Regions from separate parts of the Mus musculus genome. Here region 1 is linked to region 2. The links are chromatin contacts, called in public HiChIP or PLAC-seq maps. All regions are on one chromosome and are shown on one strand. Each heading gives the region's core, a stretch centred on a gene start, on an enhancer-like site or on the middle of the called end of the contact. The rest is flanking DNA. Distances are from core to core; before and after follow the strand shown.

The links. HiChIP or PLAC-seq counts read pairs in DNA pulled down with a chosen protein or histone mark.
Region 1: a contact with region 2 is called in an H3K4me3 HiChIP or PLAC-seq map of bone marrow-derived macrophages, with 2.9 times the contacts expected there. The contact joins the enhancer-like site here to the promoter of Cox15 in region 2. A contact is called at or near these places in 1 of 39 promoter capture datasets (hippocampal neurons), 1 of 15 datasets of contacts at CTCF or cohesin (the NIH/3T3 cell line) and 3 of 115 datasets of contacts at active chromatin or transcription factors (bone marrow-derived macrophages and embryonic stem cells).

What each region holds. Positions count from the first base shown.
Region 1 is chr19:44,006,206-44,011,982 of GRCm38.p6, reverse strand. It overlaps Cyp2c23 (cytochrome P450, family 2, subfamily c, polypeptide 23), which reads left to right. Exons shown (of 9, transcript NM_001001446.3): 8 at 4,818-4,959. Among named protein-coding and RNA genes, the nearest start is that of Cyp2c23, 20 kb to the left of the region's middle. Within about 2 kb of position 2,887, at least 23 of the 459 cell types and tissues checked have an H3K27ac peak or open chromatin away from gene starts, as enhancers often do. A contact at or near this core is called in bone marrow-derived macrophages, where this site is marked.
Region 2 is chr19:43,750,347-43,755,631 of GRCm38.p6, reverse strand. It overlaps Cox15 (cytochrome c oxidase assembly protein 15), which reads left to right and starts at 2,632. Exons shown (of 9, transcript NM_144874.4): 1 at 2,632-2,810; 2 at 4,098-4,288. The coding sequence starts at 2,721. It overlaps Cutc (cutC copper transporter), which reads right to left and starts at 2,609. Exons shown (of 9, transcript NM_001113562.1): 1 at 2,412-2,609; 2 at 1-12. The coding sequence starts at 2,469.

The DNA.
Region 1 (5,777 bases), core at 1,638-4,137, 260 kb before region 2:
GTGCAGCGGTTCTGATGTTGAGCCAAATATTGCCTTTAATCCCAATGTTGGGTTACTCAGTTAGGCTATTGCTGTCCTCAGAGTCAATCTGTGCATGCCAGGGTTGCAGGAAGCCTTCAGCATTTACATTTAAGGGGCTCCATTGCTCCTAAGGTGTAGAAAAGATTCCAAATGTGGCCATAAACACTGCCACACTCAAACCATCCTGCCTGTCCAGTCTGCTAAAGTGTGAGTCTACACAGCTGACATGGGACTGGACCTTGAAGTCAGTTGTCTAAAACCAGGATATACATCATAAGAAAAAAACCAAGGGCTCGGTGGGTGAGGGAGAGCACGTGGTATGCAAGTGCAAGGACCTGAGTTCAGATCCCAGCACTGGAGTATAAAGCCACAGGTAACCCCGCACTGTGGTGGGCAAAGGCAGGAGGGTCACTGGGCCTTTCCTTTCTTTTTAATAGACCAAGTCCTCACTACACTGCCTCAACTGACCCCCATCTTTCAATTCTTTAACCTTAATCCCTGGTGTGCTGAGAATACAGGTGTTCACCACCAGTCCAGCTAAGAAAACTTTCATTAATAAAAAAATTACAAGGTAAAAGTACTCAGGAGTAAGCAGAAAGTTTGCAAGATTTTAAAGATATTTTCAAATTTAGAACGCTAACTTATACAATTTTTAAATCAAAGGACGTTCTGTCTTAGGCTAGGAAAATATAATTACATGTTTATATTATAGGTAAAAGATGTATTTATATTAATATATAAATTAATATTAATAACCATATTTTTCTAGAACCAAATTAACAGATTCCAATTTTGATATGGAATTTTTAAAATATTTAAAATAAATTATAGGAGCTGGGCAGTGGTGGTGCACGCCTTTAGTCCCAGCACTTAGGAGGCAGAGGCAGGTGGATCTCTGAGTTTGAGGCCAGCCTGGTCCACAGAGTGAGTTCCAGGGCATCCAGGGCTACACAGAGAAACCTGTTTCAGCAATAAATAAATAATAAGTAAGTAAAACACAAATCCACAGGTTTTTTAAAAATTTATTACACATTTTATTTATTTTTATGTATGGTTATTACGAATGGTTAGTGAATATGTAAAATAAACCCACAGAATGGAATAGACTGAAAATAAAAATTATAAGGATTCATGTTTTAACTTATCATACTATATAGACTGGATGTTTAAGAGAACTCTTAAGACAGGGTTTCACCATGTAGTCTTGGCTGGCCTAGAACTCACTGTGTAGTCCAGACCGTGGCGGAGCTGGCAGAGTCCTGCCTGAGGGATGGCAGGCATTCTTGCTGGAAGCAGCAACAAAGGTAACCTCTGCAGGAGGCTGTGTGGCCACAGCTGCAGGCGTTCACAGCTCCAGAAGAGCATCCCCACTGCTAAGAAGTTTTATTTTGTGCAGATTTTCCTCAAAATAAGAATTTCTTATATATTATAATTTTTAATAAATCAAAAGACTTATTCTGTATTAGGCTGGGAAAATTTATCTACAAATAAAATAACATGTTTATATTACATATATAAAATGTATTTATATTAATACATATATTTTCTGGAACCAATAATAGATTCCAATTTTGATATGGAATTAATTATTAATAATTATATTATATATAATAGATAAATATATGTACATACATATGTGCATATATATATATATATATATACACATATACATACTTAAAAGCTAGATGTTGAAGCATGCACTTATAACCCCAGTTTTTGGCAGATGGAGACAAGAGAATCAGGAGTTGAAGGCCAGCCTCAGTTACATAATGAGTTTGAGACTCTGACTCAAAGCACAAACTAAAAGAATGTAGTTTATATCTGAGGGTTAGAAATGTTCTGTTTTAAAAGATGCTCACTAACCATGGGAATTTAAAATTCTGCTATTCCTATAAACTAGACTAGTGTGCAAGCTACGTAATACCACAGGTTCTATGTGGAAACAGTGGGCCAGGCTGTGCATGTCTTGTTTTCATTTCATAAGGTATCTTCCAGGGGACAATTATGATCTGGTAACAGTGATGATATCAAGCTAGAAGCCTGTGAAGAAGGAGGGAGGAGCCAGTGGGATGGCTGAGTAGGTAAAGGTGCTTGCTGCCAATTAGTGACCTGAGTTCAATCCTGGAACCCAGGTGGTGGAATGAAAGAACTGCCCTCTGACCTCCACGTGCACACCGCTGCAGGAGGATAAACAAACAGATAAAATGTAAAGGTATTTTAATCCAGCAACATGGCTGCTCTGATCGCATCCAAAGACCTAGGTCTGTGATCTGGCTGGAATGTAGACAGGCCTTTAGAACACACCTGCAGTCCCCGAATATGAGTCTAATTAAGGGGCAGACAAAGTGACAAATCGGAGAAAGATTTGACAGAATGGGTCAGAGATAGGATACGCCCAACTGTCAGAAGAAAGGCTATTTAAGGTCAGCCCTGGGAGGATCAAGGGGGGTCAGTCCAAATGTCAGTGAGCGGGAGTAGGGTCTGTGGAGAGTCAGTGTAATGAATGTAGTGGACTTGAGTTCCTGTGTTCAGTGCAGGTCAGCAGAGGGAGTAATTCAGTGAGAAGCTGAGAGAAGCCTAATTGAATCAGTCAGTTTGGAGAGGAGTTGGAGCCAGGACAGCTGAATTGAACCAGCCAGCCAGAGCTCAGAAAGAGCTAGAAAGGGTGAGCTTATTCAGCGGTAAGTCTCCGAGATGACAATTACATCAGGCAAATACAGGTTATTTTTATAGTAAATGTCAAAAATAATTTAAGAGAACAAGAGAGAAACATTTTTGCTTTATAGCCTTCTTCTGCACAGTACAGTTTTGCACCGCACTGTCATTTCCAATTCTTGCGCAAACGTTTAAAGAAACCGGAAGTAAAAGCAGAAAAGCTTTTGGCTAAGCTGGGTGCTCCAAGACCAGACAGAGCTTGATCCTGGTTCCAGCTGTGCTGCTTGCCATAAGCAAGCGTTTCTCCTTTCTGATCCTCAGCTCCCTGTTTATATAACGTGAGCCAAAAACGCATCCTCTCTCTTCCATTGGCATGAGAGTTAAACGAGGTTTATAAACAGCTCCGCACGGGGTCGGGCAGATGCGAGGCTTCCTGCATAAACAGTGGCCGCCGTTAGCATGCCGTTAGCATGTCATCATCAGGGCTACAGCTTCTTGATCACTCCCCACTCACAGCCCTTCTCTACCAGGACCTTTGCATCTAGGCCTACCAAATAGGTATATACGTTAAACATTTTCTGGTGATAAATTTTCTGGTTAAGTATTTTGATTTTATAATTGTCAATGCTGAGAGCACCATTTTGCATAAATGTTCAGCACAAAAAAGCAGGAGGAGATTTACTGCTATTTCAGAAGTTATTAAAAACCCCTACCCTACCAAAATTGCTTTAAACAATTTCATAATGGCACTCAAGTTGGTGACTCAAACAGCAAGTTTTAAAACCAGCCTTTTTTTTTTTTAGATTTTTTAAAAAAGATGTATTTATTTATTATATGTAAGTACACCGTAGCTGTCTTCAGACACACCAGAAGAGGGCATCCAATCCCATTACAGATGGTTGTGAGCCACCATGTGGTTGCTGGGATTTGAATTCAGGACCTCCAGAAGAGCAGTCAGTGCTCTTAACTGCTGAGCCACCTCTCCAGGCCCCAAGCATCCTTTCTAACACAATTTAAAGACACATTAACTTTAGACTTGCAGGCTGAAGGAAGACAGAAGGGGGAAGCCTGAAAGTCTTTGCTGTCTATAGTTAAACCATTGTTTCTATGAGCACAGAAAACCTGTGGGTACAGGAGGAAGATTGCAGACCAGAGCATGCGGTTGTCTTGCATCTCAGCTGAGCTGTTTCGGGCCACGTTCTCCGGAGTTGTGTGGTCTGACAGCATGCTCAGTGCAGGGCACACGCTGTGTCTGGATAAGACGGCAGTGAAGCCACAGGACGCCACCCCTGTAAGGATGGTGGGAAATCCCCGATTCCTTACATGTTGAATTTGGATGACATTTTTGGTCCTTGTGTGTGTTCATGTGGCTAGCTCGCATACAGTTCCCACTCTGATAGCTTGCTTTATATTGCTTCGATAACGCTGTGACCAAAAGCAATTTGGGAGGAAAGAGTTTATTTACAGTTTAGCTTACATATCCCAGGTCACAGTCCACTGAGGGAAGCTGAGGCAGGAACTCAAGGCAGAAACGGAAGCCATGAAGCAGTGTTGCCTACTGGCTTGCTCCTTCTGGCTGATCCAGTTGACTTTCTTACCCGCCCCAGGACCACCTGCCCGAGGGCGGAGCTTCCATAGAGGGCTGGGCCCCCCACATCAATCAATCCTTAGTCAAGAAAATGCCCTATATACAGGCTTGTATTTTCTCAGTTGAGGATCTTTTTATTACGCCATTTTACAAGTGAGGGGAACGAGGTTCCATTGTACAGACCCGAGGCTCAGCGGCTCATTTTCTTCCACTTACATCAGAATCCAGAGAGGAGGAAAAACAACAAAAAAAGTAAGCATGCCAAAGTTAAGTCTTTCAGCTTGAGGCTGAAGCTCCAAAAAAAGCGCGTGTGTGGGCACTGTGAGCTGCCGCCTCAGATTTTCAGCAACTAATTCTTGAATGCTGACTGTCACTCTTACCACAAAGAACTGCCAGGCCGGTAAGTGCGCGTGTAGCAGCAGTAACCCGAGACAGCCAGGGACTATGTGAGTATTTCCCTGTTAAATCCACTGTTACTCAGAGCATTTGAGTGGCTTGGGAGCTATAGGCTAACTGTGGTAAAGCACCTCCGTGGTCTGTCTCTTGGTTCCAGGGCACCGCTGTGTTCCCGTTTCTGTCTTCCATCTTGTTGGATCAAAAGGAGTTTCCCAACCCAGAGAAGTTTGATCCAGGACACTTTCTGGATAAAAATGGCTGCTTCAAGAAAACAGACTACTTTGTTCCTTTCTCCCTCGGTAAATATACACGTTTTGGGCAACTCTTAGCGTCACTGAATTACGTCTTACGTGACCCACTGATGTAAAGTCAATTGATCGAACTGTTCTAACTTCCCAAGTCTAGCTAGAGACATTCAAGTCTCTATACCAGTCACATCAGCTTCGTCATCCAGGAACTATTGGGTGGCTGCTAATTGCAACTTCTTAAAGAAAACAAACATTAAATTCAGATGTCACCTATTGCTTGGCAGTGAAGAAACTGTTGCAAATTTTGTCTGCTGGTTTTCCTTTGTAATATCAACTTTTCCAAAACACTCCAAGATATAAATGTCTTCATTTAACTGTTATTAATTATTAATAATATTAATTTTCTGATTCTCAGAGCCAGAGTCCATCAGAGAACCTTCATCATCTTTCTTCTCCAGATTTGGCCTCCAGTCATATTTACTGGAAGGCCATAAAACCCACTTGGCATTGTCAGCCTGCATTCCTTCTCACTGTTAGTCTGTGTGTTTATTTGACTAGCATTTTTTTTTTCTAAATAAGCAGTTTAAGGAGCTTGAGTTGTTGTGGTAAACCAGTTGCCTATAGTATGTAAGGCCCCAGGTTTGATCTGTAGGCCTGCAAAAATAAATCAATAAATAACAAATCAGAAAGTTTAATATGCATCATTTCTAACTACAATGATAACAAATATCCAACATAGAAATTCTGTAAACTAGTAGAAGAGAGGGAAATAAAACTACCTGCAATTTCCCATTATAGAGATAATCACTTACGGACTTATCACAGATACTTTAAACAGTACCATGGTATATGTAATGGGTTGTTATTAT
Region 2 (5,285 bases), core at 1,383-3,882:
CATTTCCTGCTCCTAAAATATATGAACAGACATTCTTGAAGGAACTAGCAATTAATACAAATCTCCCATAAATACTTCATAATTTTGCTGCCTGAATTCACATGTGCAATAGAATAATAAATTGATGCACTAAGGCCCATCTATGTGGTAAAATGTCATTCATTAAAATTGACATCTCTAGACCATGAAATAGATATACAGACACACACATAAGAAACCAAACTGAAACCATCTTTACTACACAGTAAATGGGACACTAATCTCCCTAACACAGAGACCTCATCCCCGTGTATCCCAGCTCAGACTCTCAGAGTGTTTCTCAATGCCAGGCGTTATAAAAAACGAGAATTGGATTTCAAACCCTGGTCCCACTACTTTATTCCCTGTGTGATCCCAGACAAGTTACTTACATTTTCTATAAAACAAGAGTGGGCTTCAGTTCCTACCTCAGGGTACTGAACACTGAGATAACTTACATAAAGGCTCTCATACTAAGCATTCAAACCCATTAAGATACAGGGTTTCCTCTTTATGACTCATTCCCTTCAGTCTCCATTTTTGCCAATGATTATACTATCTCAGTTGACAAAACCCTTCTAGTTTAATCTTCGAATGCTAAACTTTTCCAAGGACCATACCAAGTCACATTTCCACGTTTTTTTTTTTTCCTCCCAAAGTAGAAACTTTTATCTACTTCTTTTGAACTCCAATAACTTGAGTTTATATATTTCTCACTAAACCCCTAGTTTCACCTCTTATTTATGAGATAAACATCTGGTCGTTATAGTTGACGTGAAGTTCCTTAATAAGGTCATTATAAGGATTCTTTATAGTCACCTCTCAGAAAGCAAAGGTCGGTCCTACCATGCTAACAAGTCAAATATACAGTAAAATCTGAATTACAGATTCATATGTTGATAATAAAAAGTGTGGTGTTAGCAGCTTTGGGGTTTTCCTGCAAGTTAAATGTATAACTCATTTTTAAAAAAGATTTATTTAATTTTTATTTATATGAATACACTGCAGCTGTCTTCAGACCCACACTAGAAGAGGGCATCAGATCCCATTACTGATGGTTGTGAGCCACCATGTAGTTGCTGGGAATTGAACTCAGGTTCAATTGAAGAGCAGTCAGTGCTCTTAACCGCTGAGCCATCTCTTCAGCCCATATAACTCACTTTTAGTTATCAGTTTTAAATGTTGGAGCCTAGAAAATGGCTCAATGGGTAAAGCTACTTACTGTGCAAGTCTGACAACCTGAGCTCATTCCCTGAATGTATTTAAAGTTGGAAGGAGAGAATTAACTCGACAAAGCTGTCCTCAGACCTCCACACACTTACTATGGCACATGTACCCACCCCCACACAATAATTACCAACACACTTTTAAAGTGTTTAATTCATGCTTCATGTATTGATCTCTGCGAGAACAGTCACCACATTCTAATAGTGGTTACTCCTGGGCAATGAATTTGGAATTATTTTTACCTTTCTATATTGCTTGACTTCTTCTACCTGATATTGCTTTTATGATGAAAGATTACTTGGAGAAACAAACAAAAATCTGTCACCTCCTAATAAGTTGCAATAGTCATTGATTTAATAAAAGACTATCAGTCCCATAGATTAGGATTCAAACATTAACCAATGGTCGTAAACAACAATACAGTAACTCCACAAATCTGGTAACAGCCCCACCAGTGGGGCTGAAGATGCTGAAGGAGTATCAGGAGCTCCATACAAAAGTATGGGAATGTCTACAAACTGTTGCAACAGGAGCCTGAGCAAAAAGCAAAAAGTAGGGATCAAAAAAGACATTTGAAGCAGTAGTGCTCAAAGTTAGAGACTCCAGATGGCTTTGGGGAGTCTGTGTCTGTATTTGCCTCTTGGGAGCGGACTGCAGCTTTAGAACACTTAAACACGCTGAGACAGGTATGAGAATCCAACTACCTTCCATCAAGTGAGATATTAAAAGAGATTTGCAAAATACAGAGCATTGCCCCTTTTGCTGTTTTGTTTAGGGATATTTATCCTTCATAAAAGTTATTTGTCTTGACATATTAATAGGCATATCTCCCGCAGGAAGCAACCAGTCATCTGTTACGCAATGGCTGTGGGAACGGATCCCACTCGCCACCCTCGGTGGCAGCTCTAGGTTGTAGAGCTGTCACCACACTTTTATTATCTACCACAGAGACAGGGAGGTGGTATGGTGCCCTCTTGTGGCCCTAGGGGCGGCGGGACGCTGAGGGCACTTGCGAGACTGGCGGGGATCCAGGAGCAGCTGAGGGACTGCGTGACTGCCCGGGACTCCGGAGCACTGAGAAACTCGACCGCGGGAAAGCCTGGCAAGCCGGGACCCACCCCGGGGTCCACCGGCCGACCGCCCCCCTGCCCCGCCACCTTCCGCACCCGCCTTCCCCGACGATATCCACGCCTGTTTCCGCTCGCAAGAAGCCCCTTTCTTCATGCTTCCCGCGTTCCTCCCTCGCTCGCCTTCGGTTTCCACTGAGTCCCCGCGGCCGCGCGAGCGACGGAGGAGGCGCGTCCCCGACGCCCGTGCCCGGCAGCCTCCCAGGGAGTCGTGCGTGCACGCGCAGTGGCCAACCTAGCGCGAGGGGGCGCGCACGACGCCTGACCCGGAAGTGCTTGTTCTTTCGGGAGCGGAGAAGCGGACCGCAGCTCGCTGGGGCGCTCCGGCAGTGGCGCTGTACTGTCAGCATGCAACGGTTGCTCCTTCCGTCCCTGAGGGCCTTGACGGGGAGCCGCAATGTCGGGCTCCTGGTCCCTAGGGTGGCGTCCAGAACACAGGTACCCACTCCTGCTGGCTCGGATCACGGAAGCCGGGCTGGGATAAAAAAGGCCAGGATAAAGTAAACGGACCGCCCTGCAAGTCCGGCTCGCCTTCTCATTTCAGGACATATTTCCTTGTGTCCCGACACCTCCCTGAATGCGGATCCGGAAATATTACCCACTGCTGTGTATGACTGACCAATTTACTTAGCTTTTAAGTTTCAATTTCCTTTTCTGTAGAATGGGAGAACGACCTGTTACACAAGGTGTTTGTAAGGATTAAAATTTTAAATATACATCAAACCCTTAGCACGTGATAAAGGCTCAGTAATTTTTCTTTTCTTTTTATTTTATTTATTTATGCATTTATTTGCACATTTGGTTTTTGCTAAAAGCCACCAGGCAGTCAGGAACTCCTATGTAGCCCCATTCCACAGTGAAGGAAATTGAGACTTACTTTAAGTTGCTTGTCTAAGATACCCAGTTACTTAGAAGTAGGAAACTGAACATACTTTTTTTTTTTTTTTTTTTTTTTTGGTTTTTCGAGACAGGGTTTCTCTGTGTAGCCCTGGCTGTCCTGGAACTCACTTTGTAGACCAGGCTGGCCTTGAACTTAGAAATCCACCTGCCTCTGCCTCCCGAGTGCTGGGACTAAAGGTGTGCGCTACTACCGCCCGGCCAACATATTTTTGCTCTTAGTGTTAGACTCAAAAGAAGACATGTATTCTCTTCTCTGATAATCAGTAGTAAAAGGTGAAAGATCTTTATGGTGTGAAGAGAAACCAGAGAATTCTAGAGTTTGTTATGTTCCTGGAAAAAAAAATATGCCCACATAGTGCCTGCCCTTGAGGAGTCAGTTCATTCAATTGTTAGTTCGAGTACCAAATATGTATTAGGTCTTGCTGTGTAAGGACCCAGTACTACAAAGGGAGCAAGAGGAAGAGCTCCCAGCTTAGTGGGGCATAGGGACAGATCACCTGATACATGACTGTGTGTTAAGGCTTGTGGTAGGGAAGGTACTTTGTGCTGTGACAGTAACCTGTTGTAAGATCCAGGAAAGTCTGGGGCATAACGATGCCAGCCCCGATCTCCAGTGGGTAGTATAAATGGAAGTGTGTGGGAGGGAATAGCACATTTAGAGACTGAGAACCCAGTAAGAAAGGGCTCAGTAGTGCAGATGAGAGTCGGTGATTAACCAGAGCGGTAGCTGTGAAATGCAGCCTTACAGGGGCTTTACTCCAGTTAAATTGAGGATAAGTGTTGGTAGCAGATTCTTCAGTTACGATTTTCTGTCTTGCTCCTTAGTGTGGCAGCAGCTGTGGCAGCCAGCGTCCTCTGAGGCCAGGACAGTACAGCACCATCACTGAAGTGGCTCTGCAATCCGGAAAAGGGACAGTGTCCCTTCCTTCGAGGGCAGCCGAGCGGGCGGTGGGCCGATGGCTTCTGGTGTGCAGTGGGACAGTGGCTGGAGCAGTTATTCTGGGAGGAGTGACCAGGTGAGTCATTTACTCTTGGTGAATCAGGTTATCAGCCAAAAAGGGAGCGTTGGGCCTCATCTACTCTAGCTCGCTCCATTACAGATGGGGAAACTGGTAGCCTGCTCTGCCTTAGAACAGGTTGGCTTTTTATTAGTAGGAGTTTCATTATCAGGACCAGTTTCAGTCTTAACTGTTGCTGGGCGTTGTTTCTATATATTTTTACCTCTCCAGTGTTAAGATCATACATAAATCACAGCCGCTTCATGTATCTCTTAGGTTGTCTTAATATCTATAAACTGACTTTATGGATTTAGGCTTTCCCTTCCTCTAACATCTTTTACTTTTATGTATTTATTATAGCTCTGTTATTATTGTACAAGACCAAGTCATTTGTCCTGTGGTTACCCAAAGTAACCAGGGACTATCTGGTGATGGTTAACATATCCTTTGTCCTTTAAATGAGTAGTTGTTTATTAGATTCAGATTGGGAATGAGGGGACAGAACATTGCCTAGGTGATGCAGCATTCACTCCGGGATCTGTTGGGGACTTCAGCTGACTTGATTACTATTGCCTGAATCCATTATTCAGCTGACTTGATTACTATTGCCTGAATCCATTATTTCGTGAGAATTCCAAAATGGTAGTTTGTGTTGTCATCACCCCAGGAGATAGTCTTTATGAGAAAGGCAGGAGGAGGATACTGGTTTTCTTTGTTCACTAATTTCCAAAATAATGAGTCTGTTGCCAAGATCCTCCAAAGGTTACAAGGACAGGATTTGGATTTTAAAGTGCATAATATACTGGGGCTGGAGAGATGGGTCAGCAGTTAAGAGCACTGGCTATTCTTCCAAAGGGCCTGGGTTCAATTCCCAGCAGCCACACAACAGCTCATAACAGTCTGTAACTCCAGCTCCAGGGGATCTGGCACTGTAACGAAGACACACATGCAGGCAAAACACTAAAGCACATAAAATAAAACCAAACAGATCACTGAAGTGCATATATTTAAACGC